Regions from separate parts of the Mus musculus genome. Here region 1 is linked to region 2. Evidence: chromatin contacts called from public HiChIP or PLAC-seq data. All regions are on one chromosome and are shown on one strand. The core of a region is the stretch at or near the end of the contact, and the rest is flanking DNA. Distances in the headings are between cores, read along the strand shown. Region 1 overlaps Abcc4 (ATP-binding cassette, sub-family C (CFTR/MRP), member 4). Region 2 holds the start of Tgds (TDP-glucose 4,6-dehydratase).

The links. HiChIP or PLAC-seq counts read pairs in DNA pulled down with a chosen protein or histone mark.
Region 1: a contact with region 2 is called in an H3K27ac HiChIP or PLAC-seq map of trophoblast stem cells, with 3 times the contacts expected there. The contact joins the enhancer-like site here to the promoter of Tgds in region 2. A contact is called at or near these places in 3 of 39 promoter capture datasets (the HPC-7 cell line, neural stem cells and pre-B cells), 5 of 115 datasets of contacts at active chromatin or transcription factors (extraembryonic endoderm stem cells, memory CD8 T cells, pancreatic cancer cells and 2 more) and 2 of 9 other capture datasets (liver and pancreatic islet).

Annotation. Positions count from the first base shown.
Region 1 is chr14:118,657,216-118,664,726 of GRCm38.p6, forward strand. All of the region lies in intron 3 of Abcc4 (ATP-binding cassette, sub-family C (CFTR/MRP), member 4), which reads right to left. Among named protein-coding and RNA genes, the nearest start is that of Gm52104, 18 kb to the left of the region's middle. Within about 2 kb of position 1,301, at least 118 of the 459 cell types and tissues checked have an H3K27ac peak or open chromatin away from gene starts, as enhancers often do. A contact at or near this core is called in the HPC-7 cell line, extraembryonic endoderm stem cells, memory CD8 T cells and 2 more, where this site is marked.
Region 2 is chr14:118,129,573-118,136,413 of GRCm38.p6, forward strand. It overlaps Tgds (TDP-glucose 4,6-dehydratase), which reads right to left and starts at 3,193. Exons shown (of 12, transcript NM_029578.3): 1 at 3,072-3,193; 2 at 1,035-1,101. The coding sequence starts at 3,157.

The sequences.
Region 1 (7,511 bases), core at 51-2,550, 530 kb after region 2:
CAATGAAGCAACTACAAAAATGCTTGTCAAACTTCTAACTGAACAGAATTAAGCTTCCTGGGACCTGGGGAAGGGACAATGAAAATGTACTGAACTTTCTCCACGTATTGATACAAGCCTATAACCCCAGAACTTGGAGGTGGAGGCAGGAAGATAAGAGTTTGGAGCTAACCTGAACGACACAGAAAAGGCTGTCTCAAAGGAAGTCCTACCTTTATCTTACATTCCATTCTGTGCCCTACCCAAAAAGCTTCCTGCCCTTTGTCACCAAAACGTTCAGCTGAATTCTCATGAAAGTGCTAAGAGTCCAGGTCCACACTGTCACCTACAGAATTTGGTTAGAACCACACAATCCCGTCTCCCAGACTCCCCACCCCATTTATAAAGAAAAAAGAATTACATACACAGGAAAAAAGAAGTTAAAAAAGTTTTAACTAAGTTTACAATTTTGTGTTGGGGCTCAGGCATAGTTATTCGGAGCTACGTGGGGTACGAGGCCCAGGTTTGGACACCGCTGTGTGGGCCTCTGAGCCCCTGAAGGCAGCTATTTCTCAATGGCGCATTTGGTCATCAGCCTGCATGCATCACTTGGCACTTGGGCAAACCGCTCTGCTTTGCAGAGTAACTTACTACACAGGGCTTGATGGGACATTGTCCCCACAGGGCCTGGGGCCTCTTTCATGTTCCTTTGGGACCTGAGATTCTTCCTGTCCAATTTCACAGTCCCTGATCTTTGTCATAAAAAGGAAAACAAAGAAGCTGTCAGAGAAAATCATGCTGTAGTGAAACCCAAACATAGAAAACAATGAACCTGTGGGAGAAGGGAGTGGGCGGCAGACTTAAAGGAGGGAACAGGAAACGAAGCTTTAGTGGAGAAAGATCAGAGACAATGGGAGTACAGCGGGTCTGGGGAAAGTGTCAGACCAAGATCTCCGAGATGCATGGTCGATTCGCCGTGAGACCACAAAGCAGGTGGACACGCATAAGCCACTAATCACAGATTCCAGTGACAGGGAGTGTGGGGCCTGCGCGTCCCTAGCATAGGAGGTTCCTGAAAGCAGAAACCAGCCACGGGCGAGCATCACTACTGTCTACCCCGCCCCGTCCCTGGATGAGACGGATGATGCTGGACATGCTGTGTGGAAATTTCGAGACCATGGTTGGTTTCAGTGAGGAATGCTTCCAGACGGCGTGCATCAAACAAGAGCACACAGGAACCCAGAGGTTCCAAAACCACAAAGCAAAAGCACTGCAGCTCAGCCCAGCGGGGGAAAGTCAACGTTCAGGAAAGCACTGTGCTCATTAAAGGAAAAGATGATTCATAACTAGCTGCTCAAGTGACCTCTAGCCATTGAGATGTCTCACTGGGTAAAAAAGGGCTTGCCTTGCAAGCATGGTGACCTGAGTGTGACTCCTGGAACCCATGGAGGGAGGAGCACACTGACTCACAAAAACTTTCTCTGACCTGAGCGCGCTCACCTGTACACACGTACACAAACACACAGACACACTATTTAAAAGGCTTTAACACGATCATCTCTTAAAGGGGAATAGGGATGCAGCACAGAAAACAAGAACAGCAGCCTTCTTCAAAAATGACCTCTTATCTGAGCCAACAAAAAGCTCATCGGCCTCAGTGGAGAACGTTAAAGAACCACTCGCAGCCGGGCGGTGGTGGCACACGCCTTTAATCCCAGCACTCGGGAGGCAGAGGCAGGTGGATCTCTGAGTTCGAGGCCAGCCTGGTCTACAAAGTGAGTTCCAGGACAGCCGGGACTATACAGAGAAACCCTGTCTTGAAAAACCAAAAAAAAAAAAAAAAAAAAAGAACCACTCCCAATTTGAAAACTAGTTTTAGGAGAAAAGTAGTAAGAAATTCCCTTGCTTTTTCTATACATCCTGTACCCCGGGGTAACCTAAAGGCTATCCAGGGCAGACATGCCAATTATGAGAAGATTCGAGCTAATAAGATAATTGCCACGTCACCATGATGTAGCCAGCCCCCCTTCATCATGAACATCTCCTAGCATCACACACATGGAAACAACAAGCACATGCTAGGTCCTTTGCAGTGATGGTAGCACACAGTAGATCCCTTGCAGTGATGGTAGCACACAGTAGGTCCCTTGCAGTGATGGTAGCACACAGTAGGTCCCTTGCAGTGATGGTAGCACACAGTAGGTCCCTTGCAGTGATGGTAGCACACAGTAGGTCCCTTACAGTGATGGTAGCACATGCTAGCTCCCTTGTAATGATGGTAGCACATGCTAGGCCCCTTGCAGTAATGGTAGCACACAGTAGTGATAGTACACAGCATTGCAGATTAAGTCATACTGCAGGGTCTGGAGAGTCACTTTACTTCTTATCTACAACTCCTGGTGGCAGGGAACATGTTCAATGACTCAGGAGGGCAATGCCACTGGGCCAACCCAGGCGACGGGAACCTCCGCTAAACAAGCAAATCAGTGCTCTCAATTTCAAAAACAGCGAGACAGTAAACGTAACTGCAGAGTGAGGGGCAGACCGGGAAATAAAAAGAATCCAAAGCCATCTTTGTCAACGAGATGCACCTCACTGGACCAGTCCACAGTCTAGGAAAAACGGTGTTTGGGAATTGGGCTGGCAGCTAAGAGTGCATGAGGCCCGTGCCAAGGGTCTGAGCTCAAGTTCCAGCAGCCAGGTAGGGAGGTTCACAACCATCTGTACCTCGTTACGCCCTCTTCTGACATCTGCTGACACTGTACACATTGGACACACACCCACACTCACGTGTATACCTATAAACATAGTCACAAGAAAAGATACATCAAATGAATGAATGAATGAATGAATGAATGAATGTCAGGTACACTGATGCCTGCCCTGTACTCCCAACTACCTAAGATGCTGAGGCAGAAAGAACACTTGAGCCCAAAAGCCCTAGTTGGCAACAGAGTGGTATTCAAAAGAATCAATAAAATATAGGTCAAAACCCTAAGAGAGGGAAATGAGCTATGGCTAGACACGCTGTCTGCACAGACTTGAGTTAATGCGTCTGCAGGCAACGGTGCTGACACTCCACAGGGAAAGCTCAGCTCTTAAAGGTACAAATTGAACTGTTCTTAGATAACAGGCGTGATATGTGGGAACGGCTTCAAAACGGAGCAAGCAGGGCCCTGGGTGACTCAAGTCTCAATGTGAGCTGATAAGTTACAGGTGCGTGGCTTAGAGACAAGCAGGGCCTTCTGATTCTGGTCGTGTGGCTTTGGAATGTTCCTAAAAGCCTAAAAAAGAAAATGTCCCATGACCCTTGGCCCTGACAGCAAGCAGCTGAGCAAGAAATCAAACAGAGTAAAGACAAGCAAGTTCCCTCCTCCCGCTGTCCCTCCGAGGAGTGGGCACAGGAGAGTTAAAACCCCTTCTGAGCCGACCACCTGCAGCCGAGGTCATCTGCCTCCCCTGGAGGTGTGAGAGAGGCTGCCTCAGTGCCAGAGGGAGAGCCTGGCACACTCAAAGCTATGTGTTCAATCCTCTGCACAAAATGTTCAAAAATTAAGCTGAATTCAAAGGCCTGAGGAAACACTGTAATTAGTGGCTAAGACATCAGCTTTCACAAATGGCTTTCAAATCCCACTGCTTGCAGACAGTCTTAGCAGAACACAAGGATTGTCAAGAGATGTTAATTTATGAAAGCAGAGTTTCCTGGGCATTGCCTGGAGAACCCCATTTGAGGATAGTGTCTTAATGGCTGGTCTCAATCTCCTACCATTATGAATACAACCTTTCTCCAGTGAAGCAATGGATCCTCTGACTTTTTAAAGAAAGTGTTTAAAAGCATTTTCTCTGGGTTCTCACTCAGAGTCATCACTGTCAACACTAAATAAGCTAGTGTCAGAGTGTCCAGGAACCCACGGGGCACACACAGCTGACCACACCTGCTTCCCAAGGCGTGGTCCACCTCTCCCTGCCTGGGTCATCTCCCTCTTGGTCTCTATCAATGGCCTCCTAGGTTGAGCTGAAAGTTGGAGCCACTTGGAAAAAAAGAGCCAGGAAATGCATCCCTGGACACATCTCAGGAATCAACCCCAAGCAAAGGCACAGGCAGAACTGACTGCTGACCTCTGACCTTGGATAAGGGCAGGGTTACCTCAGATGGCAGCCTCCAGGATCCCCTATACTCCAGTATCCACCCAGACGAGCGACAGTCAGGGGGAAAGCCTTGACCATGTTAGCAACAGTCTCCAACACCATCTCCAGAAGGTCCAAAGCTCTCTTCTGGCTTCCATGGGTACTACATGCATGTGGTACACAGACAGACAGGCAGACAGACGAAACACTCATGCAAATATAATAAAAGTAAACCCTAAAAAGAGAAAAGTCCTCAGGCAGTGGGCCGAACACTCAGGAGGCAGAGGCAGGCAGATCCCTGAGTTCAAGGCCAGTCTGTTCTCAAGAGTGAGTTCCAGGACAGCCAGAGTTACATAGAGACACCTTGTCTTAAAACAAACAAACAAAAACAAACAAACAAACAGTCTTGGCCAAAGGCCAACTTCACAGATGAAGCTGGCAGACTATATAGACTATAAACATATATATATATATAGACTTAAACAGCTGGAAAACTGGCTCAGCGGTTAAGAGCACTGACTGCTTTTCCAAAGGTTCTGAGTTCAAATCCTAGCAACCACATGGTGGCTCACAACCATCCATAATGAGATCAGATGCCCTCTTCTGGGGTGTCTGAAGACAGCTACAGTGTAGTTAACGTATAATCAATAAATAAATATATATATTAAAAAAAAAAGACTTAAACAACCATGCCGTGCCTTGCCCACGACTGGCTCCACATGCAGGAGAGTCCCCTGAGGCTCCTTTGATGCCCCCAACTTCACTCTCCCACAGGCAAGACACCTCATAACTCAAAATCCAGGCCTGAATGACGTGAGGAGGCAGGCTGTGCAGACTCTCCCTTTACAGTAAGGCTCCAGATGGTGAGTCATCTCTGTCCCCATGGCACTTCCTAGGAGGTGCACACAAGGGACAGATTACGGGGAACTCGATGCTCCGAGCTGGCTTTCTCTGACCTGCACGGGTGTGTTCCAAAGTCACGATCATGCTGGTTTCTCCACAGTCCTCAGCTTCACAGAAGAACATGGAGCACCACCTAGAAATCCCACGCAAGGCTTCTGCACCAGTTCCTCGCCACCTTTTCTCTGGCAGAGCTCCGTTAGCACCTAGGGAAGGCCCGGCTGGGGTGGGTGGCTCACACAGCTGTGCTGTCTTCCTAGAATAATTCCTTGTGCTATTGAGGCACCAGAGAGACAAGATGCCACACTCCGTTCATCCTTCCGCTCTCTAAAACTCAAAAGTCCAGCGGAACAACACGGAGCCGAGATCACTAAATGAGAAATCGCCTCGTAAAACCAGCTGTTAATCTAACAGCTCACCCCATGTGGCTCACACAACCTGTGAGGGTTAATAGTGACTGACAACCCGACGGGATACAGAATTACCCAGGAGACAAACTTCTGGGCAAGCATGTGAAGACAGCAATGAGCAGAGAGCTGGGTTCTTCAATCTGCTTTCTGACTATGGCGCAATATGACCAACTGTCTCCTGTTCTAGCCAACGCGCTCACCATCCGTGATGAGATATGTGCTCCCTCAGACTGTGAGCGGTACTACCAAGCCGGAGTAAGCACTTCTGCCTTCGTTTGCGTTTGTCAGGAACGGGATCACAGCCATGCATAAAGGAGCACGTATAACAGGTGTAACCTTAAACATCATCCAAACGTGGTGTCTTGGCTTTCAGAGACAGGCTTCACTCAGTAGCCCAGGCTGACCTGCAACTCTCTTTTCCTCTTGCTCAACCTCCCAGCTAATTGAGTAACAGGCATTTGCCACCACACCCACCCTATCCATCGGGGCGTGGATTTTGAAACGTGACTGGATCACTGCTAGCTACCCCATATAAAATTATCTCTGACTTCTCCAAATCAGCAGCGTCAATAGGCCAACCAGTCCATGAAAATGAAAGTATTTGTATTAGAAAGCCCGCTTCCTTTTGCTGGCAGGGAGTAGGAAGAAAGAAAGGTTTTCCTATCCGAACACAAATGACTCTTAGCTCCCCAGATTTCAGTGCATTAGAAGGTCTGCTAGTCGTCATGGTAGAGACACAATGTCACTGTGACCTCCAGGACTGGTCACCGGGTCCATCAAGGGAACGAAGCATCCATGCCCAGTATTAGATCATAAACCAACAAAGACCTGATCTAAAGGCAGGGCAAGGGAAGAGGTCTGACAGGGAAAGCCTGCCCACACCAGCTCCCACACTGCACTACCATACCCATCATCCTAATCCCTAATGCCTGGACTGACCCGGCAGGCCAACAGGACGGAGCGTCAGAAGCCAGAGCAAATGAGCTGCCCTCAGTAGCAGTTGATCTGGGTCCCAGCAAATGGCACATACTCTGTGACCCTGGGCTCATTAAAAAAACAGAGCTGTCAGCCTCTGCCCGGGGCATCAGGGTCTCCTAATCGCACTGCCATCCCAGATCACACCAGTCCACTCCAGTCGCTGAGTGCAGTAACAGGGGGTGCTGAACAGGTATGTGAGACAACCACAGGTGGTGATGGGTGTCCAGCTGGACACACCGCACTGACACACTGATTCACCAGTCACAGCCACTTTCCTGTACTGCATATGACTTTGTGACCCCAGGAGACACTGTAACCTGGACCGCATCCTAGTTGACAAACTCATGTGCCACCACTGCCCCGAGGCCATCTCTGCACCATTATCCCTAGGCTAAGATCAAACAGCAGCCACTTGGGATGCTAAGGGCAAAGTTTTTGACCTTAGTTAGATCAGCCCCAGCCTAGAAGGCCTGGGCTCATCTCAGAGCGCCTGAAACAGAAACTCAGCTCTTTCATTTATTTCTGGGGTGGCCCTGAGCACGAGAAACTGACAAGCTCGTAGTGAGGGACTGACTGATACTAAGAATACCTCCTACCTCACCCAGTTCCTAAAAACTGGGATAAAAGTAGCATCTTGGATAAAGGGCGGACACGTGGTTCAGAGCTTTCTATTACTACCAAACTACCTACACCGCATTGAGCATGGGTCCTAGTAATACTGCTATCACTACTACTACCACTACTGGGAAGCACTCCATTGTCCTAGTCAGGGTGACCATTGCTGCCATAAAAAACCAAAAGCAACTCGAGGAGGAAAGGGTTTATGCGGCTCACACTTCGACATCCTTACTCCAGCACTGAAGGAAGTAAGGACAGGAAGTCCAACAGGGAAGGAACCTAGAGGCAGGAGCTGCTGCAGAGACCATGGAGGGGTGTTCCTCACTGGCTTGCTTTTCTGGCTTCCTCCACCTGCATTCTTACAAAACTCAGGGCTACCGGCCCAGGGATGGGAGCCCCCACAATGCTCTGGGCCCTCCCACATTAATCACTAACTAAGAAAATGCCCAATGGACAGAACTTATGGAGGAATTCTCAATTGAGGGTCCCTACTTTCAG
Region 2 (6,841 bases), core at 1,943-4,442:
GGTTTTACACAGTAGAAGGATTTACTAAAGAGGCAGATATGCAAGAATCAGAAGTTAAGGGGTAGCCTGGGCTATACCTGGAGAGTGGGCCGGATGACTCAGTGGGCACAAAGGTACTTGCCACCAAGCCTGAACCCAGGAGTCACATAGGGAAGGAAAGAACTATCACCCACAAACGGTCCTATGATCTCCCTACATGCCAGCTATAGCTCACGGATGACCCTGCCCCCAAATAAATAAATGATATGGAAAAGAACTCTGCTTACCTCTTTAGAACATTAAGACGGGAAAAATATGCCGAGAGTTAATGACTATTCTTTGCCTGCACATTTTTTACCACTGTGTTTTATAAAAATAAGAAAACCATTTGTATCTTTTGTTCAAACTAAAGAATCATACTCTTTATGGAGACTTTAACCATGACTTCAAGACTGTCAAGACTAAATTATTTTCACTGTTTTGTTTGTTTGTTTGTTTGTAGACAGGATCTCATGTGCTCCTATGCTGGCCCTGAACTTGCTGTACAGTTCAAGGGTCACCCTAAAGTTCAGACCCTCCTGCCTTGACCTCCCCAGGGCTCAGATCATAAGCAAGTGTCGCAGCAACTGGTTTTCGTTATAGTCTACTGCTAAAAAGAAATATGCATACAGATGTTTCTGGGAGGTAGCAATTATAAAATCAAAGTTAATTTTACAAAGCCAATACCCTCTCAAAATAGTAATCACAAAATTATAGTATATATAGAATTTTTAAAAGGTAAAGCTTTTCTTTGGCTAAAAATACTGCACTTAAAAACATTGAGTTTGTAGGCTAGCAAAATAAAAGTTTCAAAAGCTTTGACCTAAGATTAAACACAGCACGAACACATGACAATGCAGACCCTGAGAGGCTGGGACGACCACAAAGAAAACACAGGAGGAGAATGTCTTGCCAGGCGCTACTCTTCCATTCCCTGGCACTGCTGCCTAAAGCTCCCTGGCTTGGAGGTAAATGGAGGTCGGATTTTAGCACACGAAGCTCATCTGCATACTTACCTTGTCTAGATTTACGATCATATAGTCGGGATAATCCTCTACTAGGGAGACAATCACATGGGACGCACTACAAGAAGACGAGATCTTTGTGAGTGGCAAGCATTAACCTCCCTCGATTCTTAACATCCCCTAAGCCGTGGCGTGGTGCGGAAATAGTAAGAGGTAACGCACCACACACAGGCACTTTTAACCCTATAAACAAACTCTTGTATCTTCCCTGTGCCACATAAAACTGCCTGGCACTGAGAATGAAGAAAAAGCAAGTTTAATCAAAGGATGGAACCCACACATGCCGTGAGTGTGAGCACAGGAAATGTAAAATCTGGTCGGGGTAACTGCACAAGTCCAGTTTGCTTTCCAAGGCCTGGGGTGGATTTATACAGATAACAAATGACAGCATACTCACTGTCATTTGCCTATGCTTACAGTGACTTCTGCAACTGCTCTCTTGGTACTATACTATAAGTTGGCTTGTGTAAGCCTAAAATCTCAGGAGGGCTCTGGACTAAACCCAGGTTTCCTAGATTAATGATAGCTGAGTTTGAGCTTGGTACTGACAGTGGTTCCTGGAACTCAGAGGACCCTGAAATGGAGCTATCTCAGTAAAAGAAACATATATATATATAAACATATTTTGGGCTCTGGGGAGTAATGGCTAGCACTGGCCAATTGTAAAGGTGAAGTTTGTTCTTGGTGAAAAACTTCACTTTCCTTCATTTTCTAGGACATTCTTTGTGAACAAGCCCTTCCATGCAAGTACATGCATTTCCCCACGTACACGTCTGTTAATTAAGTGAATCTCAGCTTCCTGCTACCTACTCTCAGCAAAGTGTCTGTGGATTTAAAAGGCCCACTGCATGTTCTTGGGCAGTAACCAAGACTCTCTGACCCCTCCCCATGCAGGAGACACTACAAGGACAGAACTTCCTGTGGATCGCTCACGCATCCATCCACTCAACTCTTACAGAAGACCTTCACGATATGGCCCTGACCTTTCTTTCTGTGGGAGCTTAATGAACATCAGTCTACTCTCACACAGTTTATACTCTAGAAGAAGGGCAAGGCCATAAACAAGTAAACACAAGTACTCAATGTAATTTCAGGTAGTGCTGAGTGGATGGGTGGCCTAAGGTGTTCCCATAAGCACTCTGAAGGTGATATGCGGGTAAATTAACAGCCTATGCAACTGCCTCAAGTCGGGAAGCAGCACTAACCTCCTGTGCTCCGAGAAGCCTGAGAGGGTTGTGGGCGAGTACAGAAAAGCAAGAGACTAGGTTGGGAAGCAGGGCTCGAGCACCCGAGTCTTCTAGATCGGATAAAGACCCTGGACTTTCATTACAAGTCTCACAGAAACCATGACTGTAAAACTCTATGCAGCTGCATCTATCTCACTTAGGAACACACTCTACAAAGTGTAAAGAAAACGCGCGAGATCAACAGGAGAGGGATAGTAGCAGTGTTCTAAGGAAAAGGAGGCAGGGAACAGAAGTCAAATTAAGAATAAGCTTTGACACAAATAGAAAGGACAGTTTCACGGTAGGTGGGTGTGAGCCTCAAACAGGTTGGGAATAACAAAGGATTTGTAAACAGTTTCTAAAAAAGAGAAGACAAGACAAAGAGTCCCATTACGATCGATCCTCACATCGTGTAGAGGCGAGCTTTTGGAAAGGCCTTCATCTGCTGGCCGGAGCTTTGTCAGAGAGCGGGAAGAAAAGGGAATGAAACTGATGTGTGCTTCTCAGAAAAGTGACAGGTGGTAAACACCCCCGGGCAGGTAGGGGGTGGGACAGCAGCAAGGCACTCCTGAGTTCCCCTTTTTGTGGGGAAGGTGTTAAAGAAGTCGCATTTTCGAAGCAACCTCGTCTTGGCTGGCCAGAAAGTGAGGGAAACCGGATGGACATCCGGGCTGTGCATTGGGACCCTCCCCATAACGGATCTGCAAAGTCGTGGACCCGAAGTGCAAAAGACAAGGAGAACCGCAGGGCAAGGTTAGGATTTGTGGGGAGAAACTTCTCAGCCACCAGCACCGTTACCTACATGAAACCAGCACCCCCGGTCACCAGGACCCGCTTCGCGAAGCTGCCGGGAGGACCAGAACGCTCCTCCCGGCTCGCAGCGGACATCTTCAGCTCTGCAGAGCCAGCGCCGTAAAGCGCGGCGTCTGAAGAACCGAGGGAAGCAGCTTCACGACGCTTTACGACATGCCCCGCCCCCGACACGTTCAAAGGAAGTCGCAGAGGCTTCCGGGTTCTCCCAGACCCCAAAAGAGGGGCGGAGCCGGCAGTGGCACTGCGCAGGCGCGCACTCTCTAGCCCATAGTCACCAGCTAGGAGAAATTAGGGTCATTGGTACTAGGGTCTGGAATATTTTCTAAGCAAGTGTCACCAGCATGGATTACTACTATAGGTGCTTAGAAATTCGGAGTTATGAATCGATGCCTTCATTTTTGAACTTCAGCTATGCTCATAGACTAACACCCAGCTGAGCAGAATCCTCTAGAATGTATGCAGTATGGAAATGGAAAGTTGCATTGCAAAATTATGTTTCACTGTTGTAAATACTGTCACAAAAGGCGAAGGCCGCTTGCAATCATGATAAGTAAGTTTTGCAGAGTTCCCTGGAAGGTTTTACTCTCTTCTCTTGTCTGCTCACTGTGCCCCAATCCTGGTCCTTCTTGCTCTTATTTATATTACCAGGTGTTCTTCCCTGGTCTACCTGCCCTTTCCTCGGATGTCTGACTAGTGTTTACCTCCTTCAGTTCTCAGTTTGAGTGCCATCTTCCTATTAGAGTCATTCCTTGACTCTAACCATGCAGAACCATTTTTTTTTTTTTGTTTTCTTCTTATCATTCATCAACAAATTGGCCACTGATGTAATTTCTCACTGTCTCTGCTCCATGGAGGTAAGGCCATTCATTTCTCTGGGACCAGATCTATCACACACTCATCAACAAGTGGGCTTATCATATGATTGCTCACTGCTGTTTATATTATAGTCTGCTGCTTTCTATGAATTCGGAGGCTCTACCAAGTGGGAGTGATTAGAAGTCATATTAATTTTTTATGTACCGAGGCATCAAAAAAAAAAAAAAAAAGCCTGTCTTCAGTGAAAGAGAATAACATTACTGATCAAGAAGAAAGACATGAAGCCAGCAGGTGATAGCACACACCTCTAGTGCCAGCACCTGGGAGGCAGAAGCAGATGGATCTCTGAGTTCAAGGACAGCCTGGTCTACAGAGTGAGTTTCGGGACAGCCAGGTTACACAGAGAAACCCTGTCTCAAGCACACACACACACACACACACACACACACACACACACACACACGAGACAAAGGGAAAGTGCCTACAGTAATCAAAGCCCATGCTCTGCTTTTCCTTTAGAATCAACCTCACCCACGTTCTTGGTTTACCATTTACACAATTAAAGCTTTCAACAACTTAAACTTAGTAGGGTTTTATTTTATCAAACAATGAAAAACCTGGCAATGCTCTGAAAGAAAGGTTCAGAGAGCACCATCAAGAAACCCAGGCAGTCAATCTGTATAAACAAAGGCTGGAGGGAAGTGTGGCCCAGTGGTTAAGAACGCTAGTTTCTCTTCCAGAGGACCCAGGTTAGATTCCTAGCACCCACATGGTAGCTCACAACCTTCTGTAACTCCAATTCCAGGGTATTGGAAGTCCATGAGCACTGTGCCCATACGGTACATGTAAACAAGAGTCCTATACACAAGAATATAAATCTCGGAAGTAATGGTTAGGAGAGACTTTACAGGTTATGGATCTAATTGTGCCTTCTCAAAGGGAACAATATCTCTCCCACATACAAACATAGTTGGTCAGTTGGGAGCATGCTGGCTGGCTAAAGCTGACTAAGTTAGGTTGCAGTTCTGATGTAGCAATTCAAAATACTGGGGACAGTCTCCAGGCAAATTTAGTTTAACTCTACATATATTTGCAGAGGCTTATCTGAAAATATCCACTGGAAAATATTAACAAAGGCTACATTTCAGTATTGGGCATAGGCAAGGAAATTGGGAAGTCACAACTTAAAATGTTGCTCTATACACTTTTGGCTATGAGTTCTTCTAAGCTGCTTGCTCAGTTTTATTTCCTCAGGTGAAGGAATGGGATGAGAGCCATACCCAAGTCGCACGAATACATGGCTTGCCTGAGACCAGCACATTACTTTCTCTGTTCTAACCATCCCTTGGCCTAGGCTTTCATACCATCTAATCTTTCAAGCTGACTGGTTTAATCCAGTTTCTCTTGGCTTCTAACTGAATTGCATTGCTTGGCCTCATACTACCTTTGACAATCTGTTCTAATCTCCGGGTTCCTTCTCATTCTCTCTTCACCCGTGTCTAACTTGTTCTCTCTGAAACCTGTCTTTGTAAAAACTGTCCTGGTATAAAAGTGCTCTGTCTCTGTCTCTCTCTCTCATTGCCTCCCTTTCCTGTGCTGTCTTGAGTTCATTGGACATATCCTTTCTCTGACTCATCTGTCAAATCTTTCTCTGATTCATCACTTTGTCTGCCCATCAATTAGGCATCACTTTCAAACATGGCTGTTTCCTCCTAGGAACTAACTTTACCTACATTGTTAGGGATTAAAGGTGTGCACTAAGGTGTCTGTATTTCAGGCAAATGATACTTTAATCAGAGCATATCTGCATTCCAGCCAGATCACATAGATCTAGAATGTCTTTAGATGTGAACCCTTGCTAAAGCAGCCATGTTGCTGGATTAAAATTTCTCTACATGCATGAATTACTCTTATATTTAAAAATAATTAGGATAAAAATTAAAAGTCTCAAAAATACGAATACCCTTATTCTGGGAATCCAGAAGCGCCGAAACTGCTGTTGATGGGGCTTCTTTATTTAAGATGAAGTATGTGGTGAGGACATGCTTTTGTGTTATAAAAAAACATCTTGTTGGATGAAGATAATTTGTACGAACTTATTCGTGACACAATTTTGAGTTGCTGCACTCACCACCTCTGACCATCTTCATCTTACAGTAGAGTGAGAAATTCAGATGAGCTGGAGGTCATTTACAGAATTTTGTGGTAACTGACCTGGTAAGGAGTAAGGTGTTCTGGTTGCACTGAAGTCTGATACAGTCTGAACGTGTCAGAAGGGCTTCTTCGAGTGTGTTGAAAAAGGAGAATCTAGAAAAAAAAAAAAAAAAAAAAAAAAGAGCAAAGTGAAGCAAAGGAGAGGAACCGTAGAAAATACTCCAGCGAAGGATTTGCAAATGTCATCGACACAGGGGTTTAGGGTGGGTATGGAATTGATAGGGTTAAGGATGGGTGTTGTGATCATAAAAAGAGAAAGAGCTCTAACTATATGTTCTGGTGGAGTGCGGGGGAAGGGGGAAGCCTCAGCGGGCATCCCCTTCCCTGGAGGGACCAGACACACACTGGTAAAGTATAAAATAGAGTTTATTTAGGGCGTGGTGAGGGGAGTTAAGAGAGTAGTAGAGGCAGAGAGAAGGAGAGAGTAGATAAGTGGAGGCGGGCCATGGAAAGAAGAGGGATGGGGATGGGGAGAGGGGGGCACAAGGGACAGGAGGCAAGAGAAAGGCAAGAGTGTACGTGTAAGGGCCAAGCAGCCCCTTTTATACTGGGTCAAGCCTACCTGGCTGCTGCCAGGAACTGTGGGGATGGAGTTTAGACAGAATACCAACAATGGGCATTAGTTGGGAGACGATCATTTGAAATATTTGAACCCATATTCCAAAAAGCGTAGGTTGTGTACAAAAGGGATAAAGGAATGTGGCGCTGGGAAATGATGTTTTCTATAGT